5 separate regions of the Mus musculus genome follow, and regions 1, 2, 3 and 5 are each linked to region 4. The links are chromatin contacts, called in public HiChIP or PLAC-seq and promoter capture Hi-C maps. All regions are on one chromosome and are shown on one strand. The core of a region is the stretch at or near the end of the contact, and the rest is flanking DNA. Distances in the headings are between cores, read along the strand shown. Region 1 overlaps Gm35425 (a long non-coding RNA gene). Region 2 holds the start of Fxr1 (fragile X mental retardation gene 1, autosomal homolog). Region 3 has its middle 4.0 kb from the start of Gm23175. Region 4 overlaps Sox2ot (SOX2 overlapping transcript (non-protein coding)). Region 5 has its middle 23 kb from the start of Dnajc19.

Region 1 (2,700 bases), core at 106-2,605, 660 kb after region 4:
CTCACCCTTTCCAAGCATGCACTTAAGTTCCAAAGCAAACACTTTCTTCAATGTCAGTGCCCATGAGATTTTACTTGTGATTCTGTGCTGTGAGTGGTTGCTAAGAGATGGGAGGAGAGTCACAAACAAAATAGGAGTGCATAAGCCTCCAGTGAACACTAAAAGTAGGCTGTCAACAAGACTGTACTTTCCCAAGGATGATCGCTGTGTACTGCAATATAAATGCCACTCTACCGCACAGCAACTGCCCACGGTCCCCCACCGCCCCAAACTGTGGCCCTCTGTCCACAGTCCCTTCCATCACTCTCTTAAAAACAAAGCCCAGGTATGCAATTCTCTCTGCAACCTTCCATACTTCCATTAAGCTGGCTGACTTTAAAGTCGCTGTGCATATTGGAAACTGTTTCCTGCTAAGGGAGCGGAAGTGGCCATCACACCTTTAATTGGACGGCCATTTGAGGATGAAGACTAGGTCAGAATCAGGTGCAGGGCATCTATTTGGGACAGCTCCAAGCTCCGCAGTCTTGCGCACCTTGGTACCCACATACCCCAAACGGGGCAAGAACAAGAAGATGAAAGCTGTGCACCCCCAACCCCAACCCCCACCCCCAGGGCAAGGACTGTAGCCTGCAGGAGGACAGAATTTGTGACCTGTTTTCAAACAAGCCAGCAGAAGCAAGAATACAGTCATTCCGCAGGCAGAAACTGTAGGCTACTTTTCGCCCACCTTCAACACCGTAAACTAGGATTTCAAACCCTTCAGAGCTCTCCTGTTTCCTTCCTCTTGCCTGTTCTGTTTCTTGCTTCTTCACAAGTGTCCACAAAAAACAGCTCCGTAGCTGGATCCTAGAGAGGCTGGACTCTGCCAAGGTTTGCTAGTCTCCCCGACTCCCCCTGCTGGTGGGTTTAACTACAACCCAAACTCAAAAAAGCAGCTGTCCAAAATATTTTTCAAGTCAACTCCCATGATAATAGAGTAAATCAGAAAGGGAAGAGAAAAGAGAACACCGAAGGAGTTCAACTCATGCTCTAGGCTGCCTTGCATGGTGATTGATGTGAGCCGGTCATGCACTGTGACAGACGGGAGCTGGAGGCTTAATATCCTTTCGGAAACTAGCCTTGGGATCAGGTTTGTAAAATATAAAATAGATAAGTTGCTTTTAAAAGTTCCCTCTATCCTTTTTGTTCCCACACTCTTCTTCATGTTTGTGGCTTGCAATATTTCCCTCGGTCTCTAGACATCTACTTAATAAGTACCAATAAAGACCGCGTGTTAGCCTCAAACAGTGGTAGCGGTTCCCGCCTGCTAATTACTTCTTTTGCACTGACTGTTTCCGCCCTCTCATCAACAGGAGCTTTGGTATAAAGGGCGATGAAGGAGAACTCGCCGAGGCCAGCCGAAGCCAGCCTGCTGAATGCTGCTGTAATTACACAGTAGCCTGGAGTAGCTCTTCTCAAATCAAATTATGAGCCTGGATTACCTAAAACTCTCAGGGCACCGTCCAGGTTTTCATTTGTCTGGAGGTTGCTGTCAGCAAGCAGGTTTTTTTTTTTTCCTTCTCATTATTCTTTGCAAGGATTATCAAGGCCCCACTTCCGAGGCAGTATCCCAGAGCTAGGAGACTCTGGGAAGAGGGCCGTTTTCTCACAAGGCTTGTCTCCCTGTGCACTTATCGCTTACTTTTCAAAAGTATAAAAGGAACAAAATGAAAAGAAACTCTTTTTTTCCGTGTTTCATACTTTTCTATCATTTGCATATCAAAGTTTATGTCCAGCTGAGTTTACTCATGATTCTTTGGCAAATATTTATGCTTTGTTAATGTCTCAACCACCTATACAGCAATTAGAACAAGAGTCAACAGGCTCAACCATATTTGGATCATTGTTTGAACACCTGACTGTCCCCTGGGAAGTGTGCACTGCACTAGAAATAAGAGGAATATGAAGATCATCTAGAGGTCACGGCTCCTGGAGTAGAGGCTCCCTACAGTGTGTGGCCCTGTGACACTCCTTTAAGCTCTCATTTTCTCCATGGACAGCCAAAGATACGGAACTTCATCATTCTAAAGGCTTCCGTTCTTCTAGTCTCACCTGTGAACACAGCACCTATGTATTGTTTAAGCAATTCTTGTGCCTTATCGGAAAAAGTAGGATTTTAACTTCCACAGCCAACAGGTATGCAAAGGGAGATAGCCATCCATTTCTTAAGTGGTTTAAATTTTTATTAAACCAAGACTTGGTGTTCTTGAGATGCAACTGAGAGATAAATCAACAGCTTAGACCATTGCTAACTTTTAAAGAGTGTCCTCACTCGGGAGGCAGAGGCAGGTGGATTTCTGAGTTTGAGGCCAGCCTGGTCTACAGAGTGAGTTCCAGGACAGCCAGGGATACACAGAGAAACCCTGTCTCAATAAATAAATAAATAAATAAATAAATAAATAAAAAAGAGAGTCCTGGGGTACAAATCCCAACTCTGACAGGATCTGTGAGCTGTAGAGGTATAATTTGGAGTGTCTGAGATTTCTAAAGTTGCTTCCAACATAGAAATGACAACTCAAGAAGGGGGTTGTGGGGATACAAGCAGTTTGCTGGGCATTGTCGACCAAGCAGATCTCTGTGAGTTCGAGGCCAGCCTGGTCTACAGAGTGAGTTCCAGGGCAGCCAGGGCTACACAGAGAAACTCTGTCTCAAAAAGTATAC
Region 2 (2,700 bases), core at 56-2,555, 640 kb before region 4:
ATTCAGGAGAATTGGGGAACAGCAACAAGCACAAGTGCTTTTTATTTTTACTTATTTATTGTTGTTTGTGATGAAAATGTTTTATACTGATCCTGGTGATAGACGCTGAACTGTACATTTTTAAAAGGGCTAATCTTGTATAAAGAAAATGTACTTTATACAAACCAGGTTGCTAGGGGCCAGGAGCTCACACCAGTAAAGCCAGCACTCTGGAGGCTAAGACAAGAGAATGGGAGGTAAATCGAAGGCCATCTTGGACTGCTTAGTGAGACTTGTCTCAGAGTAACAGGTAACCGTGGGGGAACTGAGCCTGTTAGCCCAACTGGCACCTGGAGGTGGGAGGCAGGGTGGTCAATTTGAGCTCCAAATAAAGGAAAGACAAATACATCATGCGTCGCTGAAAAGTTATGTAAAGATGCACATACAAATGAATTCTTTTAAGTACTATTTCCAAAAGCCTTGCTTTCAGAAGTTGGCATTAACTTATCAAACTAAGTATGAGTGCCACAAAGCTTCTAGAACTGGTGGCGTTTCTGGTAAAGTCACACAACACAAAACCCAATAGGTTCTTGGATCCTCTTTGCAAAACTTCCCACGTGTAACCTATCAGGGGTGGGAGGAATACACTTTCCCATTGTTTAAAATTTTTTAAAAGTAATGCCAGCACTCCGATGGCCAGAGGCAGAAGCAGTTCTGTGGGTTCAAGGCCACCCAGGGGTAGAGAACTGTGTCTCAAACAGGATCCCCCCACAAAATTAGCCTAGGTTTCCCGAGCCTTTAATAACGTATTAAGGTAACCGTGCTCGGTCGGTGACAGGTGAGTGAGCTGCCTTCGCGCGAGGCGAGGCCTGAGAACTGCGTGAGGCTCGGGGGAAGCCCCGAGTCCCGGGTTCGTCCTGGGAAAGGCTCTTCAAGGGGACGGCCCGAGGCTCCAGAGGGAAGGCTCCATGAGGGCAAACCTGAGAGTGTCGGCCGGCCATGCGCTCTGGCCGAGCCCGAGCGCCCGCCAGGCCGCGCTTCCTGACGGGAAGAGCCCGTAGGGAGCGTCGCCGGCCGCGCGGATCCTGGGGCGAGGGTGGCGCGCCGGGCGGGTCCGCCTCACTCATTGTGCGCGAGGCGGGCCGCGCGGGCGTGGGCGTGGGCGGACCGGCCTGCCGCTGGGTAGCCGCCCAAGGACCCGCGCAGAGCGGCGCCGCTAGCGGAGAGCCCGGGAGCGGGCCGGGAGCGTCCCGCCCTCCCGCCCGCCCGCCCCTCCCCCGCGACGCTCGCCCCTCCCCCCTCCTCCCCTCGCGTTGGAAAGTTTCTAGAATCTCTTCCCAGCAGCCTTTGCGGTTCCAACATGGCGGAGCTGACGGTGGAGGTTCGCGGCTCCAACGGGGCTTTCTACAAGGTACGGGCCGCGGGGCGGCCGGGGATGGGAGCTGGGCACTGGGAGCGGGGTCAAGGGGCGCCGGGGACCCCGGGGGCCGAGGAGAGGTGTCAGGTGGTGGCGGGGGAGGCAGCTGGGCCGTGCTGCTGGCCTCTGCCCTCGGCGCGGTTTAACGGTCTCGGGGCCCAGGCTCCGTTATGTTTGGAAACAAGGCGGCGGGTGCTGGCTTGCCTCCTGTCCCGGAGCGTCCTGGGTCGAGGCCTCCGGGACGCGGGCGGGCGGGCGGGCTGGAGCGGCGGGCTGTGGTGCGGGCGCGCCGCCGAGGCCTGGCGGGGTGGGGGGCGCGGACGGGCGGACTGAGGGACGGACTGAGGCGGGCAGCTCACTGCGACCCCGCGGCGGCGGCCGGGCCCGCCAGGCTCCTCTCCGCCCGCCCGCCCTCCCGCCCGCGGCATGAATGGCTGACTCCCCGGCCTACCCCGGCTTGTGCTGCCCCGGGGGCCCTGCGAACCCACGGCGCCCGCCCGCCCGCGTGGAAACCCGGACGGGCGGCGGGCCCTGGTGGCCGCGGCCTGGGGAGCGGGCGGCCCCTTCGCCCCTCGGCCCGGGAGAAATGCGAATTCCGAAGGAAGGGTTCAAAGGTGACCCGAGGCCAGGCGGCAGGTGGGAGGGACGCGTGTCTTCCCAGCCCCTGGGAAGGTGGGTTTTTTGTTTTTTGTTTTTGCTTTTTAAGTCCTCTTCCACGAGGTTCTTTTTGTTTCCTTTGAGAAGAGGCCATGCATTGCCGTGGAGGCTGGCCTCGGAGACAGAGGGAGGATTCTAGAGTGGAGGAATTTGTAAGGCGCTTGCTTCTATTGGAAAAGGGGGAGGGGGCACCAAGCAGAACACGAAGGCTGAACAGTTTTTCCATAGTAACGGCCCCTTCTCCTTATTTTTTTTTCTCCCCAAAGTGTGCGAGAATCTTAACAAATCAACACAAAACCTTCTCAGCTGTTGTCTGTCAGTCATTCTCCAAGCCAGCATCTCAGATGTTTGAGAGTCTTGGCTATTTTTATGAAGGCTCTCTTCTAGTACATGAGTATTGTATGTACTTAAAATGGTTTCTCACAGGTTTTCATTTCAATGGCTCCTTTATTCCAGAGGATTTTATTTGGTATTAACGATTTCCTAATTTTTCAGTGTTTTGCTTTTCCCTTTCTAGCTTGCTTATTAGCTGTATGGAGGTGATTTGTCACGTGGTAATAATATAGGCAGTAGCTCATTGACAAAGAATGATAAGTATACTTTTTTAAATTTTGTTTTGTAAATTTTGATTGTAAAATCTCTGGTGG
Region 3 (2,700 bases), core at 143-2,642, 710 kb before region 4:
GGTAGGATTCAAAGCCCGGATGGGATTACCTAAGAGGGGCATCAGGTGCAGTGAGAGAGCTGTGTGCTCAGAGCCCTGCAGCTTCCTCTCCAGCAGGCAGCCTTCTGGGGAGCAGGGAAACTCCGTGATTGTTTCCACACAATATAACAGATGATGATGCACATTTCAAACAGAGACTAGAAAACAAGGCAAACAGGTGCGAACAGGCAGCAGATGTTTATTCCGTATTTGTAACTGTTCACCATTTGAAAATAGCGATGATGAGGCCAGGGAGGTGGGTCTGCAGGGGCAGGTGATCGACTCTCACAAGTTCTCTGACCTCCATACAAGTATTCATGTCAAACACACAATAAATAAATGGACAAATGTAAAATAGTGATAATGTTGGTATTGTTAGATAGATAGAGGCTCAGTCAGTAAAGTGCCCACCTTGCATGCATGAGGACCTGACCCTGAACCCTGTTTATTTGTTTGTTTGTTTTAAAAACCACAAGTGGTGAAGAAGGCAGTCAGGAGGAAGATGCTAGGGCCACAGCTGAGCCACACGTGTGTTAAGGGTAGTGACAGTCCCAACAGCCAGTCTTGTAGAGGGTGACAGCCTGCATCACTCTCATAGCATACTGGAATAAAGAAAAAGAGAAGGGAGGGAAGGAAGGAAGGAAGGGCTATGACGTCATCCACTGAAATTGCTAGTAGTTCCCCAGAGAAGTCTGCTTAAAGTCTAAGCTATAATTGAATTTATAACAATTGCACATTTTTCTAACGTCACATTGTAGCCCAATTACATCACTTTTGTGCCCTGCCACCACTGTGGGACTTTTTACGAGTACTAAATTCTGTCCTGGTGTGGGAGTACACACATCCAGCACAAAAGAATCACGAGTTCTGAGCCAACCTGAGCAGCATAGTGAGTCTAAGGTCCACCCGTCTTCTTGTGGGCGTTGGAGGGGGTATATAAAAAATTCTGGCTACTTGAACTGTATCTCCATTCTGTCCCTTTGATCCACAGACCATTCACTAACACAGCCTCTGACACTGTAATCTGCCAGTACGAAGGACCCAGGGTGCCTTTTGTTTTGAGGTGGGGGTGGGGGATGGAGGGTTGGAGGGGGAGGGGTGGGGTGGGTGGAGAGAGGGGGTCCGGACTGGGGAATCAAAGTCAACTTGTAGACCCACTTGTTCTGCACTCAGCTGCGATTGGAATTCCCCTGTGGTTTGTATTGTTGTTAATTTGACCCTGTTTGCCTAGACTTTACTGTTTGGCTTTGGTTATCTGAGAGAAGCCCACGTCCTAGGGCTGTGGCTGGCTTCCACACCTGATTTGGTGGTCCGAACTTCGCTCATTGTTGTGACTGTTTTGCTAGGCTCACAGTGGGCGTGGCTTTTCTCCAACTAGCCCTCCGTTTAACTACCCCATGCTGGGGAGAGAGGTGTTACTGCTTCAGCACTGCGGCTGGTCTGCACTTAAGAAACTTGTTACAATTTGTCCAAACACACCTTCTAATGACAGGGATGGTGTAAAGAAGCTAATGACAGATCAGAGGCTCCAGCCTTGTAACCTCACACCTGTCAGAAGTGGCTGCCTACTGACCTGCAATTACGCTATTATGGGAATGTTCCACACTAAACTACTCTGAGAACTGGTGAAACTAACTTAAAGGTTTTAAACTATACTCTTCATGTATTCATTAACAACGCTCATGGGATGTCTATTCGGTGTAAGGGCTACAACAATCATCAGCAGATGAAGGCCAATAGCTTTGTGTGGAAGGCAGAAAATTAAATAATTTCTGCAAAATGGTACGGATGCTCTATTATAGCAAGTTCCAGGGGGCAGTGGGTATCCCTGGGGAGGAGCGTCTTGTGTATCGACTTTGAGGCGCCTTGGTGCCATTACTGATGGAGCAACTGAGATATGCATAATTTTATTGCCACTTGGCTTTTATGTATTCAATCTAGAAGTCTCTTCCTAAAAACAGATGAGATGGAAGCCTGCAGGTTCACTTCCTGTTAGTTTAAAACAATTTCTGAAACGGTACACTTTATGCAGTTTCTTTTGGCTCACAGATTAGGACACAGAAAAACTTCAAGAAGCTGTCGGGCCACCTGCCCAGCTTCAGGTGAGAACCCCTGGTGGCTCAGCTCACTGAACAGGAAGCGCAACACAGCGTGGTCGAGAGACTGGGGGAGGTACCAAGATCACTTTGTGCTCGCAAGGTAGCCAATCCAGCCCTGCAAGGGAATTCTTTAAGGGGACATTCTAATCCTTCTAAAAGGTTCCAGTGCCTGGCAACCTCCATAGGAATTCTGCCGGGCACCAAGAATCCCACAGCAAGTTCATCAACTACCTCTTTCCTACTTCACATCCGTGATGAGAGAGGAGCCACAGGTGTGAGAGGACTGAGAGGCACCAGGCTCACTCTGCATCCGCCTGTGCTCAGCTGGACAGGATCAATCTATTCTCTGGGCAAGAACCCTGTGATGTAAACTGAGAAAGGGCAGGAGATAAGCAGGGCGGTACTAACTCAAGGGCAGCAGGCAACGGTGCGGGGTTGGGTCAGGGGAAAATGACGCATTAGGACTTGCTGTACTTCTCCTGTCCTCTAGATGGCAGCAGCGGAACGAAATAGAGAAAACCTGTTTCCATAGAAACAGTCCGCGTCTTCTACACAAAAATAATCTTAGGGCGTTATTTGAAAC
Region 4 (2,700 bases), core at 182-2,681:
ACAGGAGGTGCGAAACGCTTCTGAGCACACGCGCCCCGGGGCCCTCCTCCCACTCTGTGCGCCAACCGAGCATCTGTCCCCGCGTCCCCGAACCAGACCTGGGTGACAACTGCCGGTATTTCAAAACCGTCCCACTGACCGTCAACCATATTTACAATCCCCCACCCCCCAAATCGAGTCACTTCTCTGCCCACTCTCTCCTTTTCTGAGAACTTAAAAGAAGTGGAAAACGTTGAGGAATTGAGAGTGGACTTTCAAAAACGAATCTTTGCCCACCGAAACACGCACTCGCACTTTTTAAAAAGTAGTATTTCAGCACAAGGAGGACATTTGGAAACTTTCTCTTAACAGGAGTCGGGCACATTGCTATTCTTGTGTGTTGGTCGTCTGGCCTCCCCACCCGCGGCGGACAATACCCGCATTGAGACGCGGTGGCCTGCGGGCAGCGGGAAGCTTGGGACTGCGCAGCCTCCTCCAAGGGGCCCGCAGCTACGGGAGCACTAGGATGGGAGCCGGGGCGGGGAGGTCGGTCGCCGGAAGGACAGCCATTAGAAGTATCATTTTTGCCTAAAGCCTTATACTACGCCTCGCTTTGAGGACTTAGATACAGGGTTGTATAAAGACTTAGAGAGTAGGAAGACCGACTCAACTGAGGACGAGTTTCGCATTTTGTTTCATTTTAATTGTCACCCCACCCCCCCGCACGCACGATTTTATTTAGACACTGAATTTTGCACCCCAGGCGGTCCAACCCCACAGACTTCACTCCTAGGCACCTCGTCTTTTGTTAATATCTCAACCTCGGGCTCTGACGCTAAGCAGGCTTCCGCCTTGGTGCCAATTTTTGTCTCACCCGAGCCCTGGTACACTGCAATCTCGCGCTGGGAGTACGGCACCGCAGAGGGCGGGGGGAGCCCAGGTCAGAGACTCGGGAACATTCTTTTCTAAGCTCGATTGTTTTCTCCCTCAGAGCACACCAGCACCCAGGGCCTTTGCAGAAGAACCTCGAGGTCAGCAGAGGCCCTCGGAAGGGCGCCACAGTGGCTGAAGCTGGCGTCTTAGGGTTTAAAACGTGCACCCCGCCGAGTGTTGGGACCACGTGCTGCGCCTTCGAAAGGTGACGGCGGCCCCGCTGCAGTCCCGGGCGGCGGGAGATGGCGCAGGGAACGCCGCAGCCCCCGGTGGCGGCAGGGGCGGGTGCTGTGTGGCAGAACTGGCCTCGGCGCTGAGTGCAGAGAATTATCTGGAGCGTGCTTGATCTGGGGCTGCGTAGTCAGCGTAGTCAGCTTCTGCTTTATTTGTTTGTTTGTAATCTCATATTTAGCAAGCCAGGACGGTGGCAGCGAGGGAGAAAGGAAGGGATGGAGGAGGGGGCTTCGCGCTAACCACACCCCTTCCTAATGAGTTAATTTCCATATTTGCGTCTCCCGCTTCTAGCGCCCTCTCTTTCCGGGCGCCTCCGTGCAGTTGCGTCTTGCGCAGCTCAGACACTCTCCACTTAGGAATGAAACAAAAAAGCCCCGGGTAAGAGCAGAAAATTGGTCTATTGATAACATTCGCTCCGAGTGTTGATCTTGGCATTGCGGGCAGCCGGTTAGTCTCCACCCCACTCCCCAAATGGGTCACACAGGGATTGCAGAGGGCTTGCGGACTTACTAGCTGACTGCAGACAGACGTTGACGTCCCTCCCGCCTCCAACTGTCCGACCCTCGCATCGTCTTTTCTCACAACTTCACATTTTTTTGTCCCTCAGGGTAAAAACAGTGGAAACCTAGCCAACGCAGAAAAGGAGGGGAAATAATCTCAAACAAATGAATCAAAAGCGAAAGTTTCAAACTAGAGTCGGACTGGGGCAGGGGCGGGGGGAGATAAAGTTTTGTACTAGAAAAGGAGTGCTGGTCGAAGCTGGAAACAGGCTCTAGGGTGGACACCTGTGGGAATAGATTAAGGAAAGCTACGAACTGGTATTGCCATCCAACAAAAAGTTGTGGCAAAGACAGTGAAAGGAGTTTTGGAGACACAGGAACTCAAAGGCAAGCCACGAATCAGGACTTCTATCTCGGTTGTCTCTGCTTGGATGAAGGCTCTGTTCAAAAAAGTCCATGCAAGAAACAGACCTTCCCAGTTGCTCACCGCCCCTGTCCCTCCCCACCTTGGTGGCTTCAACTCCTCTCTGGCTGCAGTGTCTAAACAGCTCTCTGGTCAAAATAAACTGTCCCAAGAAACTTTCCAAACTGGGGAGCAACTTAGGCAGTTAGGCAGGGAGCTTTAATCAAGATTTGTAGCTCTGCGAGGGGCAGCGACAGCAAACATCCCGCAGGTGTACGCCGTAACTCCACCATCCGGACTCCAATGTAGATTACTCTGGCCGCGTTTGATCGGCTCTTTGAAAGCCTTTAACAATTGCCTGTGACGAACGACCGGGCTCAGTGTTTTCTGAATAATGCCTTGAGCGTAAGTCCTCGGGGTCTTTAAAGAGCTCCAGTTTGAGAGTGCTAGAGGGTGTGTGTGTGTGTGTGTGTGTGCTGTTTTCGGTTTTGCTTTGAAGGAGAAAGGGGGGGAACTAGTTCGGTTTAGCTTGTACCTCGTCAACTTTTAGCTGCTAACAGGTATCACTCAAGTCAGTCAAACGCTTGATCCCTGTCACCTTTGCTTGCTGTCTTCCAGAAGCTGTGTATGGCATATTGTCTGTGTCAAGAA
Region 5 (2,700 bases), core at 101-2,600, 560 kb before region 4:
TTATCTCCACGGGGGGTGGGGGCTGACAAAACCTATAGGGATTGGATGACCTCTGTGTGACCTTCAGCTCCAGGATTAGGTCAGAAGCAGCATTAGGCAGTGTCTGGCATAAATATGTCTGTTGGCACTTATCTCCATCATTATCTTGGAAAAATGCTCTCTGTAGCTCTCAATGTGTAAAGCTTGGGGTTGGGTGGTAATGGTTGATCCAACCAATGCCCCCCTTCCCTGATCTTCCTCCACATCCTCGAGAGTGTGTCCTGAACCATCTGAACTCTTAGCCCCTTCCACATAGAACCCTGGAAGAACATGTTCCTTTCTCCGCGTGTTTGACACAAACAGAACAAAAGGACCCATCTGAAAGCTCTTGAGAAAGGGCCACCTCCCTAGACAGTTTTGTGTTCTCAGTAAAACTGAGACCTGCCTTGTGATTAGATAAAACAGTGGTCATCTGCTTCATCTTTTGCAATCAGCTTGGTTAACCCGGAAGTTCTGAGGTCTTTTGCCAATAAATACCCAGTATTACTTGCAAACCTAGGCTGCAAATAGGAATTTAACAAAATGGTTATTTTCTGGTTTGATCGTGGGGTGTGTTTTTTAAAAAGGCACTATTTTATAGGTTCACAACTAAGCTCCTGCCACATTTTCACTCCCTCCAATCCTTTTTTTTTCCTAATTAAATAACTGGAAAGATGTGTAAAACCATTAGCTCCAGACTAAACAGAACAAAAAGGTAATATTTAGATTAATATATTTTTAATGGACAGTTTTTTTGGAGGGTTACAGGCATGGGAACAAAATTAAAATTGCTATATGGTTGCCACACTTCAGAAAAAGAGTCAAGTTTAATGATAAATCTGGCCTTAGAGAGCCAGCCAGAATGGATAGGGTCTGAATAGGATTTAAAAACCCAACTGTGTGCAGAAATTAGAGTTTTGCCCTGAATCATATGGAATTACAGTGCTGGGTGCGTGTGCCATGCCTACACAATAAAGCCCAAAGGAAGCAGCTATTTCTGTTGGTTTTATTAAACCAACCAAGCAATTTAATTCTTTTGTTCAGGAGAGTTCTACTTCATTGATTAACAAAAGCAGGGATATAATTTTTTCAGCCTTTTTGAAAAGCCTGAAATGTCAAGCCTTTTAAAGCAGATTATTGTGCCTCTGTGCAGTGAATACAGCCAGAGTAACCTTTTGTCTACAATTAAATATTCTAGCATAAATATAAAAGAAAATCAGAGATGGGAAAGATTGACTCACAAGAGATTGGAGAGGTAGATCCTCACACTGATAGCGAAGCAGCAGCTTGCTTCTAATTAAATATGCGGCTGACTCTCCATGCTCTCGCTCGCTAGCAGCCGCACAGAGGAGAAGCGGCTGAGGAGAGGAAGGAAGGAGTCTATCACATCATCTCTCTGTCCACAGGCTTTCCTTGGGGCTTATGAAGGTATTTTAGAATTTTTATATTGGCATTTTTTTTTCAGGGGAGATAAAGGTGGTGAACCCTCAAGGGCAGCCAGACCTCAGTCTTGAAAGTTTAGGCTTGCTTGCTGTTCAGCAGCTGAGCTTCCTAGATCTCTTCCTAGTCAGAAACCAAGGTTGATAGTGATGACTTTGGTTTTGAGGGTTGAAGCCATCCAGTTAGGTAGGCTGCAGTGCAAAGTGACCTTTTTTGTTATTTTGAATTGGGGCTACTTATTGATTTTCCTCTTCTTTAGCCTATCGCATGCTAAAGTCTTTAATGCATATTTCGCTATTTGTACCTTGAGAGTATGAACCCAGAAAGCCAAATTCCAGTTAGTATCCTTTAGCTGTGTCTAACAGAATGCATTTTAGAAAAATGATAAGGCTTGCATTTGGACTCTTGGATTTATTGATATTCATAAGCCTTTCATCTTCATGCACACTCACGCATCTTCAGAGAAGTACTTAAACATGGCACTCGGAAAACGCTGATGGCACGGAATAGGGCTGATCCTCTTAGAGTCTGCTGCTTACACAGAAAAACTGGAAAATAATAAGAACTGAAATCTCTACTCTGTAACTTTGCCTTTCCATCCCAGGTCTTGACATTATGGAGAGGAGTGGGTTCCCTCCGAGGGCTGTTGCCTGTTGCGTGTCTGATATGCACATAGAACCTTTCCCCGTTTGTAGGTGCAATTTATGTTCGGTTGTGAAAATACTTGATTGCAGATGGGTTTGAAACAACATTGGAATTCAGTAGGCTTTTCCTTTGTGTATTTACTGTACTAAGTGTTCCCTGGGTTGTGATTTTGAATACAATCAGACACCTGGTGCCTTTTGGAAGCGTGCCACTGAGAAAGGCTCCATATTTGTAAATTAATAGTTTGTACCACTCAAAAAAAACCCGATTGGGGCAATAATTGAATGTTAGGAATGGAGCTTACATTTTTTTCCACCTTGTAAGATTTCCCCTTTTAATAAGCAAATTTCTCAAGTAACAGGCTCCACTGAAGGGAGGCAAACTCCCAATAAGTCTTACTGTGCTATTTGCCTTTCCTCTGATTAGCGTAAAGAGTGTGTTCAATGCAGTGTTTAATAAGGACTGTTTAAGCCAGGGTTCAAACTTAGCCTTCTGTAGGATATAGGGAAATGTGTTTGGTTGTCAATACTAAATTATTAAACTTTATACAGAAAACATCAAGCTACATTAAAAAATTATGAATTTTTAAATGGAAGT

Evidence for each region. Promoter capture Hi-C pulls out the DNA fragments that hold promoters and counts their contacts. HiChIP or PLAC-seq counts read pairs in DNA pulled down with a chosen protein or histone mark.
Region 1: an H3K4me3 HiChIP or PLAC-seq map of embryonic forebrain shows a contact between it and region 4, with 8 times the contacts expected there. The contact joins two enhancer-like sites. A contact is called at or near these places in 2 of 39 promoter capture datasets (both in embryonic stem cells), 14 of 484 Hi-C or Micro-C datasets (cerebral cortex, cochlea, cortical glia and 9 more), 21 of 115 datasets of contacts at active chromatin or transcription factors (astrocytes, craniofacial prominence, differentiating embryonic stem cells and 15 more) and 1 of 9 other capture datasets (embryonic tail).
Region 2: a contact with region 4 is called in a promoter capture Hi-C map of embryonic stem cells, with 4 times the contacts expected there. The contact joins the promoter of Fxr1 here to the enhancer-like site in region 4. A contact is called at or near these places in 3 of 39 promoter capture datasets (all in embryonic stem cells), 2 of 484 Hi-C or Micro-C datasets (both in embryonic stem cells) and 10 of 115 datasets of contacts at active chromatin or transcription factors (SST interneurons, bone marrow-derived macrophages, cardiomyocytes and 4 more).
Region 3: a contact with region 4 is called in an H3K27ac HiChIP or PLAC-seq map of differentiating embryonic stem cells, with 10 times the contacts expected there. The contact joins two enhancer-like sites. A contact is called at or near these places in 2 of 39 promoter capture datasets (cranial neural crest and embryonic stem cells), 2 of 484 Hi-C or Micro-C datasets (B cells and centrocytes) and 14 of 115 datasets of contacts at active chromatin or transcription factors (SST interneurons, VIP interneurons, astrocytes and 10 more).
Region 5: a contact with region 4 is called in an H3K4me3 HiChIP or PLAC-seq map of embryonic forebrain, with 4 times the contacts expected there. The contact joins two enhancer-like sites. A contact is called at or near these places in 2 of 484 Hi-C or Micro-C datasets (both in cortical neurons) and 7 of 115 datasets of contacts at active chromatin or transcription factors (PVALB interneurons, SST interneurons, VIP interneurons and 4 more).

The regions. Positions count from the first base shown.
Region 1 is chr3:35,323,011-35,325,710 of GRCm38.p6, forward strand. It overlaps Gm35425 (a long non-coding RNA gene), which reads left to right. Exons shown (of 5, transcript XR_880765.2): 3 at 1,353-2,175. Among named protein-coding and RNA genes, the nearest start is that of Gm35425, 5.9 kb to the left of the region's middle. Within about 2 kb of position 1,356, at least 23 of the 459 cell types and tissues checked have an H3K27ac peak or open chromatin away from gene starts, as enhancers often do. A contact at or near this core is called in cerebral cortex, embryonic basal ganglia, embryonic brain and 4 more, where this site is marked.
Region 2 is chr3:34,018,774-34,021,473 of GRCm38.p6, forward strand. Fxr1 (fragile X mental retardation gene 1, autosomal homolog) reads left to right here and starts at 1,306. Exons shown (of 17, transcript NM_001113188.1): 1 at 1,306-1,390. The coding sequence starts at 1,340.
Region 3 is chr3:33,953,864-33,956,563 of GRCm38.p6, forward strand. No RefSeq gene overlaps it. Among named protein-coding and RNA genes, the nearest start is that of Gm23175, 4.0 kb to the right of the region's middle. Within about 2 kb of position 1,393, at least 11 of the 459 cell types and tissues checked have an H3K27ac peak or open chromatin away from gene starts, as enhancers often do. A contact at or near this core is called in differentiating embryonic stem cells, where this site is marked.
Region 4 is chr3:34,662,995-34,665,694 of GRCm38.p6, forward strand. The region is part of intron 4 of Sox2ot (SOX2 overlapping transcript (non-protein coding)); the gene reads left to right. Among named protein-coding and RNA genes, the nearest start is that of Sox2, 14 kb to the left of the region's middle. Within about 2 kb of position 1,432, at least 82 of the 459 cell types and tissues checked have an H3K27ac peak or open chromatin away from gene starts, as enhancers often do. A contact at or near this core is called in PVALB interneurons, SST interneurons, VIP interneurons and 11 more, where this site is marked.
Region 5 is chr3:34,103,126-34,105,825 of GRCm38.p6, forward strand. No RefSeq gene overlaps it. Among named protein-coding and RNA genes, the nearest start is that of Dnajc19, 23 kb to the left of the region's middle. Within about 2 kb of position 1,351, at least 22 of the 459 cell types and tissues checked have an H3K27ac peak or open chromatin away from gene starts, as enhancers often do. A contact at or near this core is called in PVALB interneurons, SST interneurons, VIP interneurons and 4 more, where this site is marked.